2 separate regions of the Pan troglodytes genome follow, and region 1 is linked to region 2. A link is a contact called in public HiChIP or PLAC-seq data. All regions are on one chromosome and are shown on one strand. Each heading gives the region's core, a stretch centred on a gene start, on an enhancer-like site or on the middle of the called end of the contact. The rest is flanking DNA. Distances are from core to core; before and after follow the strand shown. Region 1 holds the start of TTC7B (tetratricopeptide repeat domain 7B). Region 2 holds the start of CALM1 (calmodulin 1).

Evidence for each region. HiChIP or PLAC-seq counts read pairs in DNA pulled down with a chosen protein or histone mark.
Region 1: an H3K4me3 HiChIP or PLAC-seq map of stem cell-derived excitatory neurons shows a contact between it and region 2, with 2.7 times the contacts expected there. The contact joins the promoter of TTC7B here to the promoter of CALM1 in region 2. A contact is called at or near these places in 1 of 7 Hi-C or Micro-C datasets (stem cell-derived neural progenitor cells) and 1 of 1 datasets of contacts at active chromatin or transcription factors (stem cell-derived excitatory neurons).

What each region holds. Positions count from the first base shown.
Region 1 is chr15:88,817,973-88,824,707 of NHGRI_mPanTro3-v2.0_pri, forward strand. It overlaps TTC7B (tetratricopeptide repeat domain 7B), which reads right to left and starts at 3,314. Exons shown (of 20, transcript XM_024348858.3): 1 at 3,061-3,314. The coding sequence starts at 3,181.
Region 2 is chr15:88,399,002-88,405,593 of NHGRI_mPanTro3-v2.0_pri, forward strand. CALM1 (calmodulin 1) reads left to right here and starts at 3,358. Exons shown (of 6, transcript NM_001110819.1): 1 at 3,358-3,559; 2 at 6,393-6,423. The coding sequence starts at 3,557.

The DNA.
Region 1 (6,735 bases), core at 2,064-4,563, 420 kb after region 2:
CCCTAGAACACGCTTCTCCACCTCCTTAGGTCTCATCTCAGATGTTGCCTTCTTGGGGACACCTTTCAGGGCCACCCTGTTTAAACTAGTAGTTCCTGCATCCCCCACTCCCAGCCCACTCCAAAGCACCTATTCACCTTCCCCTTTTTCTCTTTGATAGCACTGACCACCATCTGACACCCTGTAAACTTCACCTAATGATTATATTGATTATCTGTCTCCCTGCCCCTTTCCTACTGGGATGTGAGTTTCATAAGGGCTGAGATTTTTGCCATTTTTGTCTGTTTTGTTTACCAGTGTATTTCCAGTGCCTAAAACAGCGGCTAGCACAGAGCAGGTACTCAATCTTTGTGGAAGGAAGGAAGGAATGAGTGGCTGGCCCTGAGAGACATTAGCTACTTTAACCCTCATAACAACCCCTGCAAGGTAAGTCATTTAAATCCCGTTCTAAAATGAGAAAACTGAGGCTCAGAGTGGTTAAGTGATTTGGCCAATGTCACAAAGTCAAGAAGTGGCCAAGGTCACAAGAATCAGTCCCCCATCTGGCTGGCTCCAAACACTGTATTCTTTTTTTTTTTTTTTCGCCTGTGGTTGTTTTCATGGTAACTGTCTTAGTGTGACAAACGTGACATTCACTTGCTTTCCTTATTCTAAGCAGAAGATGCTTTAACTTCAGGATTTTGCAAAATCTGCCCAGAACTTGTGCTCATGCACCTGAGAATCTATGGGGGAGCCGGTGCCCCCAAAAGCCAGGAAGAAGTCCCTCTACCAGCCCGAGAGTGGGAAGGCCTCACCAGTCAAAGGGAGGGAAGGCCCCTCTTGCAAACACCAAAGGAGAGCCACAATCATTCTAGTTTAGTTTCATCTTTTTCTTGGCTTCATCGTTTTATTTTCCTGAGCACTCACTCTGTCTGATCTTTTCAAGTCTGGGTAACTTTTTGCCATCAATGGCTACCACTCACCATGTGAGTCTCTAGGACAAAAATCTATGTCCCATGAGTTTCCCCAAACTGAACTTGCACACAGACCCATGGACCACAGTGCCCCCGCAAACCCCACTCCCCAAGCCCCACTCATGACTGCATCTTAGGACATTGGGAGCAGCCCCTGGGAAGAGAGCTAAGCCTTTCGGGGGCCATGAAGGTGAATAGGAAGGGCCCAGGCCACCAAAAACCCATCTACCCTCCCATTCCAGGGACCATCATAGCTTGAGTCCCCCTTCATCTGCCTGTCATTCTCAATCACATTAACTCATCTGTTTTGTTTCAATCACTTCTCACTATCTGAAGCTGTGCTGTTTATTTATTTCCATATTTGCTTATCACCTGCCTCCTGAGAGCAGGGTGAGGGCATAAGGGCAGGGGCTTGGTCAGTGCTGTTCACCACTGTTCTGTGACTGGCACAGGTGGGCACGCAAATATTGGGTGAATGAATAAGCAAAGACAGCAGGAAACAAGTGGATTCAGAAGAAAAAAGACCAGGAGGCTCACAAATAAACCCATTTAATCCTAAAATCAACCTGCACAGAAGGTGTCATTATGCCTACACTGCTGGGAAGCCACAAAGTAGACCCAGGACTGTGCAACTCCGAGAGGAAAAGAGAAAATGCTGCAGGTAAGCGGAGAAGCAGGTGAGCCCGACAAGGAGGGCAAGGGCAAGCTGCCTCTGGGGCCCAGGGCACTGAACACCATCTCCTCAAAGGCTGACATAACTGAGAAGAGTCCACATTTTCCACCAAGTGGAGCCCGTGTAGGGTCGGTGCTATCTCCATGCCCCGACACACCATGGCACCTGCGTTCACCCAGAAGGTACCTGCCCACAGCATGCATCCATCATTGAGAGTGTGCAAAACCAAGTTCTAATTTCCAGGCACTAATACCATAGGACGCAAACAAAAACTACCCTCCAGGAGGACATCCCTCTCCTTTCTGGGTAGTCTGAAGTGAGAAGGCTGAAAATCGTGCAGATGTCCTTTCTTAGAGCAGCCCCGCCATCCATTCATTCACTCTTTCATTCATTTGTTCAGCCAACATGTGCTCACTCGGCCTGGAGAAGCCCAGGATGAAATGAGACAAACCCTCTAACCTCTGGCCACGGTGTGCTGGTGCCTGCGCTTTAGGCGGGTACTAAAAGACAAGCAAATATTAAAGATACTCGCTTCCAAAACAAATAAGGCCATGTGGAGCTGTGCACTGGAATGGGATTCTGGATGCAATTTTATTTGATTGGGTACAAGAACCAATCCAGTTAAAGGGGTCATGAACCAACTCCAGGCACCAGGCTCCTACTCAGAGGCTGCCTCAGACCCCCTTCTGGCCCAGGCACCAACCCCTCACCCACCCAGCTCCATCTCCCGACATTCTTCAACCACATTCCCATCTCGCTCCACAATATTCTCCCTCCAGGTCCCCCTGACTCTATTTCTCCTCTATTCCCAACCCTGACCTCTCTAGGTCGGCAGCCTTGATGCTACTTCTCCGAACGCCAGGACGCACAACCCAGCCTGCTTTCTACCACCACCCCACACACCTCGAGTCTGCGCTTCCACCCAGAACCCCTTAAACACCATATGTTTACAAACCAGATTCCCCAGGGGTCTATGTACAACACCCCATTCTCAAGACCCCATAAACACATCCTGATTCCCTGAGCACACCATACACACACTGTGGACTTCACCCACGTCCTGAGGGACCCCCTCACCCCATCACCTCCAACTTCTCAGAAGCCCCAGGCCGGCCCCTGACCTCCTGTGGTCCCAGTGGAGCAGCGGACTCGCTGAGACCCCCGGACACCCCAGACTCCGCAAAAGCCCGCCCTGCACGCTTGAACCCCAGGCGCCGGGACAGCCCCTGGCGCCCCCCGGGCCCTCACACCGCGTGACTCCGGGGCACCCGGACTCCCCCAGGCCCCGGTCCCGCGCACATCCCCTGGGCCGCAGCTCCCTCGCGGCCCGGCCGCGCCCCTGCCCGCGCCCCGCGCCCGGCCGCGCCTCGGGGGCCCGTTCCCGCGGAGGCCGCGGCGCCCCCCGCAGCCCAGGCCGGCGCGCCCGGCGCGTACCGTTGGCGATGAGCTTGGCCGACAGCTGCTTGACGAGCTCAGGGATCCGCTCCCACTGGCACTCGGAGCGGCAGCGCTCGATCTCCGTCTCCAGCCGCGAGCCTGCCTTCTTGGTCGCCATCGCGGCCTGGCCGGGCCCGGCCGCCCGCCCCGCAGGCCCCACCGCCGCCGCCGCCGCGGCGCCCCCTCGCCGCCTCCCGCCGCCGCCGCGGGCTCGGGCTCCGGCTCCCGGCTCCGCGGCGTAACGGGAGCGCCGGCTGGGGAAGGGGCGGGGAGGCGGGCGGCGGCGGCGGGCGCGGCGGGGCCCCGGGCGCCGCGAGGAGCGGCCCCTGCCGGCCAGGGCCGGAGCCGCAGCACTGGCCGGGGCCGGAGCCAGGGCTGGGGCAGGGGCGGGGGCTAGGGCGGGAGACAGGGGCCCGAGGGAGGAAAGGCGGGGTGGGCATGGAGGACAGGGAGAGGGACTGGGGGTGTCTGGGGCGGGGTGAAGACCTAGGGGAAGTGGGGATGGGGGTGGGGGAGCGGGGTAGGAGAGAGATCTGACCAAGGGCGGGTGAGGGGTCTGGTGGGGTAGGGGTCTGGGCAGGATGAAGGGGAGGGAGAGGATCGGGAGGGAGCTAGCGACAGCCTGGGAGCGGGTTGGATCCCCAGGAGTAGGGCCAAGAAAGGGCAGTGACCCTGGGGAAGGTCACCGCCCGGTGGGACCAGTGAGCCGGGTGTGAGGGGTGGGGGGAGGCCTGCCCGAGTTTGTCCTGCCATCTCAGGTGGCCAGCGGTTCCCTGGGGCCCGGTTGGCCTGTGCCCCTTAGCAGGTGCCCCTCTGCCCCGCAGCCTTAGCCCCTACCCAGCCAGAGGTGGACGGAGACTCCTCCATCCCAGGCAAGGCACAGCACCTGCCAGGGGTGCCCTAGATGGCTGAGCGGAGCCAGGCAGGGGCTGCCACTCTCACACGCCAGCTCTCGGACCCCCTGAGGGGAAGGCACAGTCATTGGTGGGGCCTCCTGTCTTGGCCACCTAGACTGAGACCTAGGGAGGTGTCCCTCTGTGAATCAACTGTCTAGTGATCACCTACTATGTGCTGGGCGCTGCTTTAGGTGCCAGAGATAGAATTGTGAGCTAAAAAAACAAAATTCCTGGCTTGAGAGAGCTTACATTCCAGTTTGGGGGAAAAATAAGCAAAATAAAATAGTAAACTAGACTGTAAAAATGGCTATTTGAAGAAACAGGGAAGGGTTCAGTGACGAACATAAAGAGTTGGGACAGGCGGGTGGCTCATGCCTGTAATCCCAGCTACTCAGGAGGCTGAGGCAGGATGATTGCTTGAGCCCAGAAGGTGGAGGCTGCAGTGAGCAGTGAACGCACTTCAGCCTGAGCAAGTGTTGCCATTTAAAATGGAGCAGTCAGGGATGGCCTCACGGAGGTGGCATTAGACTTGAAGAAACTAAGGGGGAGCCATGAGGATATCTCTGGGGGAGGAGTATCCCAGGCAGAGAACACCACAAGTGCGAAGGCTCTGGGGTTAGAGCACACTGGGTGGGATGGAGAAATGGCAGAGGCCAGAGGGGCTGGGTGGAGTGAAGGAGAGGGGCCGAGGCAGGAGATGAGCTCTGAGAGGTTGGGGGGAGTTCTGTGTAGTGCCTGGTGGGCCATTATAAGACTTTGGCTTTTGGCTGGGCACGGTGGCTCATGCCTGTAATCCCAGCACTTTGGGAGGCCGAGGTGGGCGGATCACGAGGTCAGAAGATCAAGACCGTCCTAGCTAACATGGTGAAACCCGTCTCTACTAAAAATATTTTTAAAAATTAGCCGGGCGTGGTGGCGGGCGCCTGTAGTCCCAGCTACTGGGGAGGCTGAGGCAGGAGAATGGTGTGAACCCGGGAGGTGGAGTTTGCAGTGAGCTGAGATGGCAGCACTACACTCCAGCCTGGGCAACAGAGAGAGACTCCGTCTCAAAAAAAAAAAAAAAATTTTTACTTTTACTCTGGTGACATGGAGCAGCCCTGCAGGGCTTTTCACAGAAGAGTGGCATGATCAGACCTACACTTTGGACTATCACTGTGACTGCAGTGTTGAGAATACTGCCAGGGAAATAGCTGTGGTGGTGGCAGTGTTGGATTCTGGGTCCTGCATTTGAGAGTGAAGCTGTCAGTCTGGAAGGTTCCATAGCCCACCCGCAGTCACGAGGAGGCACTGAGGGGTCGTTGTCATTCCTTCTGGGTGCCCTTACTCCAACTTTCCAAGAGCAGTCACACGCAGGTTCTTATCCCCACCACAACTCCCCCACCACCGGAGTTGATGAAGAACACACACCGTGGACCTCAGTTTACCAATGAGGAGGCTGAATCACAGACATTTAAGAGAGGTGAGGAGGAAAGATCAGGAGATGTTTTCTGATGTGACCAGTATCACTTTCAGGCACCTCAGGGACTGCCAAGGTGATGGAAGTTGAGCTGACAGGCCCTGGACACTGTGAACAGCCCAGGGAAAGGGGAACTAGAACGTTAGAGTTTCAACAGGGGACCCTTTAGTGCCCTGGCCCTTAGCTTCCACCAAGAGGGAGCAGGAAGGGAAGGAGAAGAAATCTCCACAGGAGATGTTTCCTCTCTCCTGACACCCTCCTGTTCTCCCAACTCCAGTCTGTCTCTCCAGATTTGCTGGGAATGTTCTCCATCTGGACCAGGAGACAGATTCCTGTGCCTTCTTTCAGACACGGGCCAAAGGTTACTGGGCAGCCTTGCTCAACATCTGACAGACCTTGTGTGACAGCACTTGCCATCTCCCTCTGGGAAGGGGCAGGGTCTTAATCATGACTAACGCATACACTGCCTCAGTTGCCACACTGGAAGGTAAATGATGAGGGCCATCTGTCTGCCTCCCTACCTGATAAGGTGGCTTCATGAGGACGGATGCTGCCTGGGCCGTGGCATTTAACATCCCCAGGCCTCCATTTCTTGGCTGTGATACCTCCCCCTGGAGCTGGTTGAGGAGGAAATGAGGAAATACAGGTAGGCCACAGAGAACAGTGCCAGCATGCCAGGCTCTGTGGCTCACGCCTGTAATCCCAGCACTTTGGGTGGATCACGAGGTCAGAAGATCGAGACCTTTCTGGTTAACATGGTGAAACCCTGTCTCTACTAAAAATACAAAAAAATTAGCCGGGCATGGTGGTGGGCGCCTGTAGTCCCAGCTACTCGGGAGGCTGAGGCAGGAGAATCGCTTGAACCCATGAGGTAGAGGCTGCATCTCCATCATGCCACTGCACTCCAGCCTGGGTGACAGAGCAAGACTCCATCTCAAAAAAAAAAAAAAAAACAGTGCCAGTGCACCAATAGAGTGCCATGTCGGCTGTCATTCTGTGTCTCTCTGCCCCTTGCAAGCCGCATAGGGCCTGGCACATTGTGGGAGCTTAAATGAACGAGGCTGGAGTCCCCAAGGTCTAGAGCCGCCTGCGAGTGCGTTTCCTTAGGATGAAACATCCCAATGATGAATCCATGTCACTATGTTCCAGGCTTCCACCGTCACGGCAGGCCACCTACAGGGGCCCAACGCCAGAATATTCTTCAGACCATGTGCTTGGGCGCAGAGGTTGCTGGGTATAGGGGTTGGGAGCAGAGGCTGACAAACATTGTCAGCCTGAAGCAGGAGAGAGAAGGAACCCTCTGGGCTTCACCGTGGGAGC
Region 2 (6,592 bases), core at 2,108-4,607:
TCCTGGCTTGAGGCTGCATCGTTTTTACTTTTCTTCCATTTACTTTTATCTTATTTAAATAACTTCCTATAGAACAATTTCCTTTAAATATGAAATGTTCCATAGGTTTTTGGTTCTCAGTAAATTATGATATTACAATAATGCGGTTTATTCTCCTGATTGCTGATCTCTTCATAAATTAGGACGTGTATTCACTTAAAGCAGTCTATTTGATAATGAAAACCCAGTGATTTCTAAATAGGCAGTCAGAAGAATCTGCTTTATGAAACAGACAAACCCCTAACATTGGGCCTTTAAAATGTTCGGATATCAAGACCACGAATATATTATCTAATATTAGAGCCCCTGAGCAAGGACTCAAGCTCTATTTTATGCCCCATCCCTGACTCACAGTAAGATCTTGGGCAAGTCACTTGACCTTCTTATATTTCAGAGTGTCAAACTGTGAAAAGCATGTCCATAAAACTGTGCAAGCATGACCTCATCATAAACCCGATGAACCTGAAAGCAAAGATGTGCTTTGATACATTAAAGAATTACCAAAATAGAACTCTAGTTTGTAAAATATGAAGAATCAGGAAAATAAATTTTACTATACTAAGTAAAAGGATTCTGAAATGTACAGTTTTTAGCAAGTAAAGTCATAAAAAGTTTCAAAATGTTATATTTGGGTGAAATAAGGTTAATGACAGAGGAAAAATATTATTTTAGAGAATGCTTGGCTTTCAAAACCATAGATTGTAGCAACTTAACCAAAATAATCACAAGGAATGGAAGACTATCAGAAACGAGTAGATCCTTAATAATTAAACACATTTCTAGGCCATTATTTCCCCCTACTTATACAATGCATATCATGTTTTAAAATGTATTTCACTGGCTGGGAGCGGTGGCTCACACCTGTAATCCCAGCACTTTGGGAGGCCGAGGCAGGTGGATCACTTGAAGTCAGGAGTTCGAGACCAGCCTGGCCAACATGGTGAAACCCCATCTCTACTAAAAATACAAAAATTAGCCAGGCGTGGTGGCAGGCACCTGTACCTGTAATCCCAGCTACTCAGGGGGCTGAGGCAGGAGAATCGCTTGAACCCACAAGGCGAAGGTTGCAGTGAGCTGAGACTGCACCACTGCACTCCAGCCTGGGCAACAGAGTGAGGCTCTGTCTCAAAAAAAGAGAAAAAATGTATTTCACTAACTACTATATGAAAAGCCCCAGAGAAAGAATACCAATACCCTTAGGAAAGAAGCAGTTTTATTATTATTATTATTATTGGATGGAGTCTCACTCTGTCACCAGGCTGGAATGCGATGGCGCTATCTTGGCTCACTGCAACCTCCGATGCCCTGGTTCAAGGGATTCTCCTGCCTTAGCCTACTGAAAGTAGCTGAGATTACAGGCACGCGCCACCACACCCAGCTAATTTTTGTATTTTTAGTAGAGACAAGGTTTCACTATGTTGGCCAGGATGGTCTCGATCTCCTGACCTCGTGATCCGCCTGCTTCGGCCTCCCCAAGTGCTGGGATTACAGGTGTGAGCCACCGCGCCCGGCCAAGATGCAGTTTTAATAAGGAGTTTGGCCATTTAGGCTTGTAACTGACTGGATTATTGAATATTCTTTAAAATTAATTTGTATTAGTCCCTTTTCTTCTATTTCCTTATCTCCAACTCTCGCATTAGTATGCACGCTTTATTCCTACTCAGGTTTTCCCCTATGAGCCCAGGAGTATTATTATTATTTTTTTGCAGGGATTAGGATCAGGTTTGTGAAGTGAATAGTGTCTTTCTAATCTGCAGAGGGAAGGCAGCATCCCCTGGCTTGCTGCTGCAGCCTCTCTTTAAATTAAACAGCAGGTTCACTCTTTCTGCGGCATTCCAGAAGGAACATCAGTAGGAACAGCTCCACAGATGCTGACGTCTTGTCTAAGGTTATCCCAAGAAGTCCTGTGGCATTTGCAATGTGCCTGTACATTTTTCCTTTTTTAAAAAAACATATTCCTGCAGACTTTGTTGAAACCAGAAACAAACACAAGCAAGCAAAGCCCTTTCTAGCGCAGCATGTTAATCACACACTTTGCCATATTCTGTAAAACAGTAAGCAAATGATAACCTCCAACTGTTGCCCGGGCCCTGTAAAACAGAAGATCAAATTCTGTGTTCTGCCTTGGCAAGAAAAGAAACTGCAGCATTTTGTCTAGATTTTTACAAGTCCTGGGGTTCACATTACTGGCTGAAATTGTTCTTTCTCTACTTTACAGAAAAATGGAAAACACTAGTAAACTTAAAGATTTAAATATTATTTTAAAAGGAATATAATAAAAAATGGAAAACACTAGTATATTTAAAGATTTAAATAGTCTTTTAAAAGGAATATAATCAAAACTGTAGTTTAAAATACAATCTAGCTCCATAAGAGAGGCAATTGGCTGTGTGTTCCACTTGTAATGCAGAGGATTTGAAGCATCTATTTTTTCCCTTGTTTCTATGGATTTATGAATAAAGACTCTGACCCTTCTCAGGATCAGGAAAATTACGAAAAATTTAAAGCCTGGGTTTAAGGTCTGTAGAAGCTGCACAGGTACACTAATTTTAGTAAGACGGGCGCCAGGAAAAAGAGAACAAAATAGTAGGGGAGAAATATTCAGGCATCCTAAAAAATATTCAGTGGAAACGTAAAAACATTAAAGACTGATTAAACATCGCAGCATGACACAGATTTAGCAACTGAGCATAAATAATTTGGCTCGGATACTGCTCCAAAATCCGAAGAGGACCAATTTCTTCCAGGAGGACAACTACCTCGTCCTCTGCAGACCCCTCTCCTCGGCAGCTGAAGGAGTGTGGCCAATCTGCCTCCACCTCCCCGCGGACCCCCTACTCTCAGGACCTCCTGCAGCACCCCAAACTGGAAGTGGCCGCTGCAGACCCAAGGACGAGGGGCACGCGGGAGCCGGCAGCCCTAGTGGAGCGGTTGGAGATGTCGAGGTGGGAGGGTCACCCAGGTGGGGTGAGGCTGGGGTAGGTAGCGGGGTGAACGGCTTCAGAAGCTCTGGGCCGCCCCCAGGTTGGACTAAGCAGGCGCTCTGTCTTCGCCCCCGCCCAGGATGGGCGTCTCCTGAGGACTCCCCGCCACACCTGACCCGAGACCGCGCGCCCAGCCTAGAACGCTTCCCCGACCCAGCGTAGGGCCGCCGCGACTGGCGCGCAGGGGGCGGCGGGAGGCCTGGCGAACCCGGGGGCGGGACCAGGCAGGCAAGGCCCGGCTGCCGCAGCTCCGCTCTGCGCGAGGCGGCTCCGCCGCGGCGGAGGGATACGGCGCACCATATATATATCGCGGGGCGCAGACTCGCGCTCCGGCAGTGGTGCTGGGAGTGTCGTGGACGCCGTGCCGTTACTCGTAGTCAGGCGGCGGCGCAGGCGGCGGCGGCGGCATAGCGCACAGCGCGCCTTAGCAGCAGCAGCAGCAGCAGCAGCATCGGAGGTACCCCCGCCGTCGCAGCCCCCGCGCTGGTGCAGCCACCCTCGCTCCCTCTGCTCTTCCTCCCTTCGCTCGCACCATGGTAGGTCGGGAGTGGCAAATGCCGGCGTAGCAGCTGCCCGAGATTTCTTCCCAGATTTCTAGTTGTTTTGTTTGTTTTTTGTTTTTGGTTCTTGGAGGTTTTTCTTTTCTGAGTGTTACGCAGCAGCTGCGCTTAAAGGAGGTTGCACTTTGGATTTGCATCTCGGCGACCTCTGCCAGGGAGCTTCATTTATTGGTTCCCCTTGGAGCTGGACTTGGTCGTAGGCCGTCCACGGGCAGGGGCTCCGGCCGCAACTGCAGCGGGGGTTTCTGCATCCAATCCCCCTGCCCCCCGCCCAGCCCCGCACCCACTGCATCCACTAGCGCCGCACCCGGGCTGCCTGCAGCGCAGCGTTTCGGCCTGGGAGCCGGGCGGGGCCGGGCACTAGACCCCCCCCCCGCGGCCCGCCCCTCCCCACCCCGCTTCTCCGCCGGCGCGAAGGTGGCAGGTCGGGCGGGCAGTGGAGAATGAATGGGCTGGAGCTGGCCGGTGGCGCACATTGTTCCGGCCGGGTGTTGAGGGGCGCAGTCAGCGCCCGCCACCTCCCCACCTTGGCCGGCCCTGCTGGGCGCCCTCCCTCGGTCGCTCTCCCCTCCTTCTTCCCGGGGGGCGCGGCGCGGGCGTGGGCTGGGAAGGAAGGAGCCGGGGAAGGGTGGGGTTGGGGGCAGGAAGGCGAGGGGTTGGGGGCGGAGAGGGCGGAAGCGGCGGCCGGGCCGCCCTGCGCCCGGGCGGGGCCCTGCGGTGTGGCCGTGGCTTGTTCCTGCCGCTTTCGCACCCTGCGGCCCCCCACCCGGTGCAGCAGTGCGGGCGGGCGTGAGCCTCGGTGCAGCAGGAGTCCCTTCCCGCGGGAGGCGCTGGGCTCGCGCTAATTGGGGCGGGCGGGGGGGGGGGGGCGGCGGGGGAGGAGGGAGCTGGCGCGCGGCTTGGTTTCCATTAGAGACGCAAAGTTTCTGCTCCGGGAGGAGGCGGCGGCGCCGCGGGCTCGTCGCCTGGGGGAGCAGAAGCGGGTGGGAGGTGCGGGTGGCCTTGGCCGCGGCCCTGGTGCGCGGGGGCCGGGGATGGTGACCCTCCTGGCCGAGGAGGGGCGGCGTCCAGACGCCCGCTCGGGGGCCGCCTTCCCCCCCACGCCTGCCCCCGGGCACGCGGCCTGCCCGGTCCCTCGCCCCGCGCCACTTCCAGTCCGCAGAGGGATGCCCTCCACGTTTCTGCTTTCTCTGCAGCTTCTAGATTGCCAGATGCGACTGTGCGCCTCGCTGGGTGTGTTTTCCACAGCCCCTTCCTCCTCGGCGTGCAGGGCTGACATCACCGACTGCGTTTCTGGTTTGGCGGGTGGGGAGATGGTTCCCTGCAGGGTTCTGGTACACCTTTGCCCCCAGGGCTAGCGCCATTTGGGGGAGGAGGATTTCGTTGTCGAGAAAGTTGGATGCTCCTGGTAACCCCTCTAACAAGAGAGTTTTGTAGCGAGGTGGGACTGTTCTCCCCATAAGGTGACAGTTTCTCTTGCGAGGTGTGGCAGCGCTTCCTGTTGTACAAGACAGATGTTGCCTTGGCGTTACGTAAATCATCGTGTCTCCCTCATTTAAAGAAAGCCAATTTTTAGTGATTGAGGTAGAAAGAAAGATCCGTTTATAATTTGTAAAAACAAGTTTTCACCCAGAATCAATATATTGGAACACCATTCCTACTGTTAAAGTTTTCACTTAAGAGTATAAACTTCATCAGCTTTCTATTAGGACTTATTTTGTAATTGGCTTCTTAGGCATCCTTCTTTAAAAGAGAAATCCACGTTAGCTCTCCTTGAGGTCTCGAGTTCCCTCGGCTGGAGGCACAGGTTCAGTGGAGACCAAATAATGCAGGTGAATTACCTTCGTGGCCATTACTGCCTCGAACGAAGTGTGTTTATTAAGAACAGTTCTTTTGTCATTCTTAAGGTAGGTAGGGTTAATACTCTCCAGCAAATTTAGTAGATACTCTTTGCCAGAAAAGAGAGGAGTATATATAGTTTGATAATTATTGTGTAGTTTTCTGTGTACTTAATTTTTGCAATTTTGTAACACTTCATTTGTAAGATGGTACCATTTTTTCCTGGCTTCTGAATCATAGGATAGTTTGACCCAGGGCATTAGCCATTGTAATGGTAGGCTTTTAACAAATAACTGCCTAATTTAAAGGATTGGAAAGCATTTGTTACATGGAAATGAAGTTGGTGGCGTACCCAGTTGCTGTATCTTTATTTTTTCTACTTAATTATTTCTCATAAAATGGATATAAAAGCCTGTTAATCCAACCCAATGCCATTATGTAACGCCAGTTTGGAGATTTCGAGGGCCTGGAGCAGTGCGCAAGGTGCGCTGAAAGCCTGCCCCTGGATGAGATCCTTATCCTGGCTGTGGTGGCAGTGGCAGTGGGCTGGGTCCCTTGTTGAGTGGAAAGGGGGACTGCGGTGTCCATGGTGCAGTAGGTGGCGCTCTTCTGTCTTAGAGCCTGCCGCCACTGCAGCTGGTGCCAAGGGGCCTTCTGCCACTAGAGGTGCCATTTTTCACATGATGAACTTAGCCTAGTTAGATCGCAGAGCAAGCTGTAAGCCATGGGCCCAGAAAAGAAAACTTGAAGTGAGCAGATGTTGTCACTTCCTTGTAATCCTTTGTTAAAATAGCATAAGGAGTTTTCTTTATTCTATTTACTTTCATTAAATGACCGTGCTACAGGTTTCAAAGAATCTTAAGATTGATTTTTGAAAGATCACAATATTAAAAGTATAACTGGAAAACCTATGTTGAAATCAACCAAACATGTCGTGGACTGAATGATAACCTTTTCTTTCTTCATATAGGCTGATCAGCTGACCGAAGAACAGATTGCTGGTAAGTTGACAACTCCAAGGAGTCCCCAGAAGGCCAGAACTAGGCACTGACTCAGTTTTGGTGACTCCTCTGTTCCTCCCCGCTACAGTCTGGGCAGTTTTCTAAGAATTTATTTAAATAAGAACAGTAAGCAGAAACATTGAGGTCAGATGTTATTCTTGCCAGTACT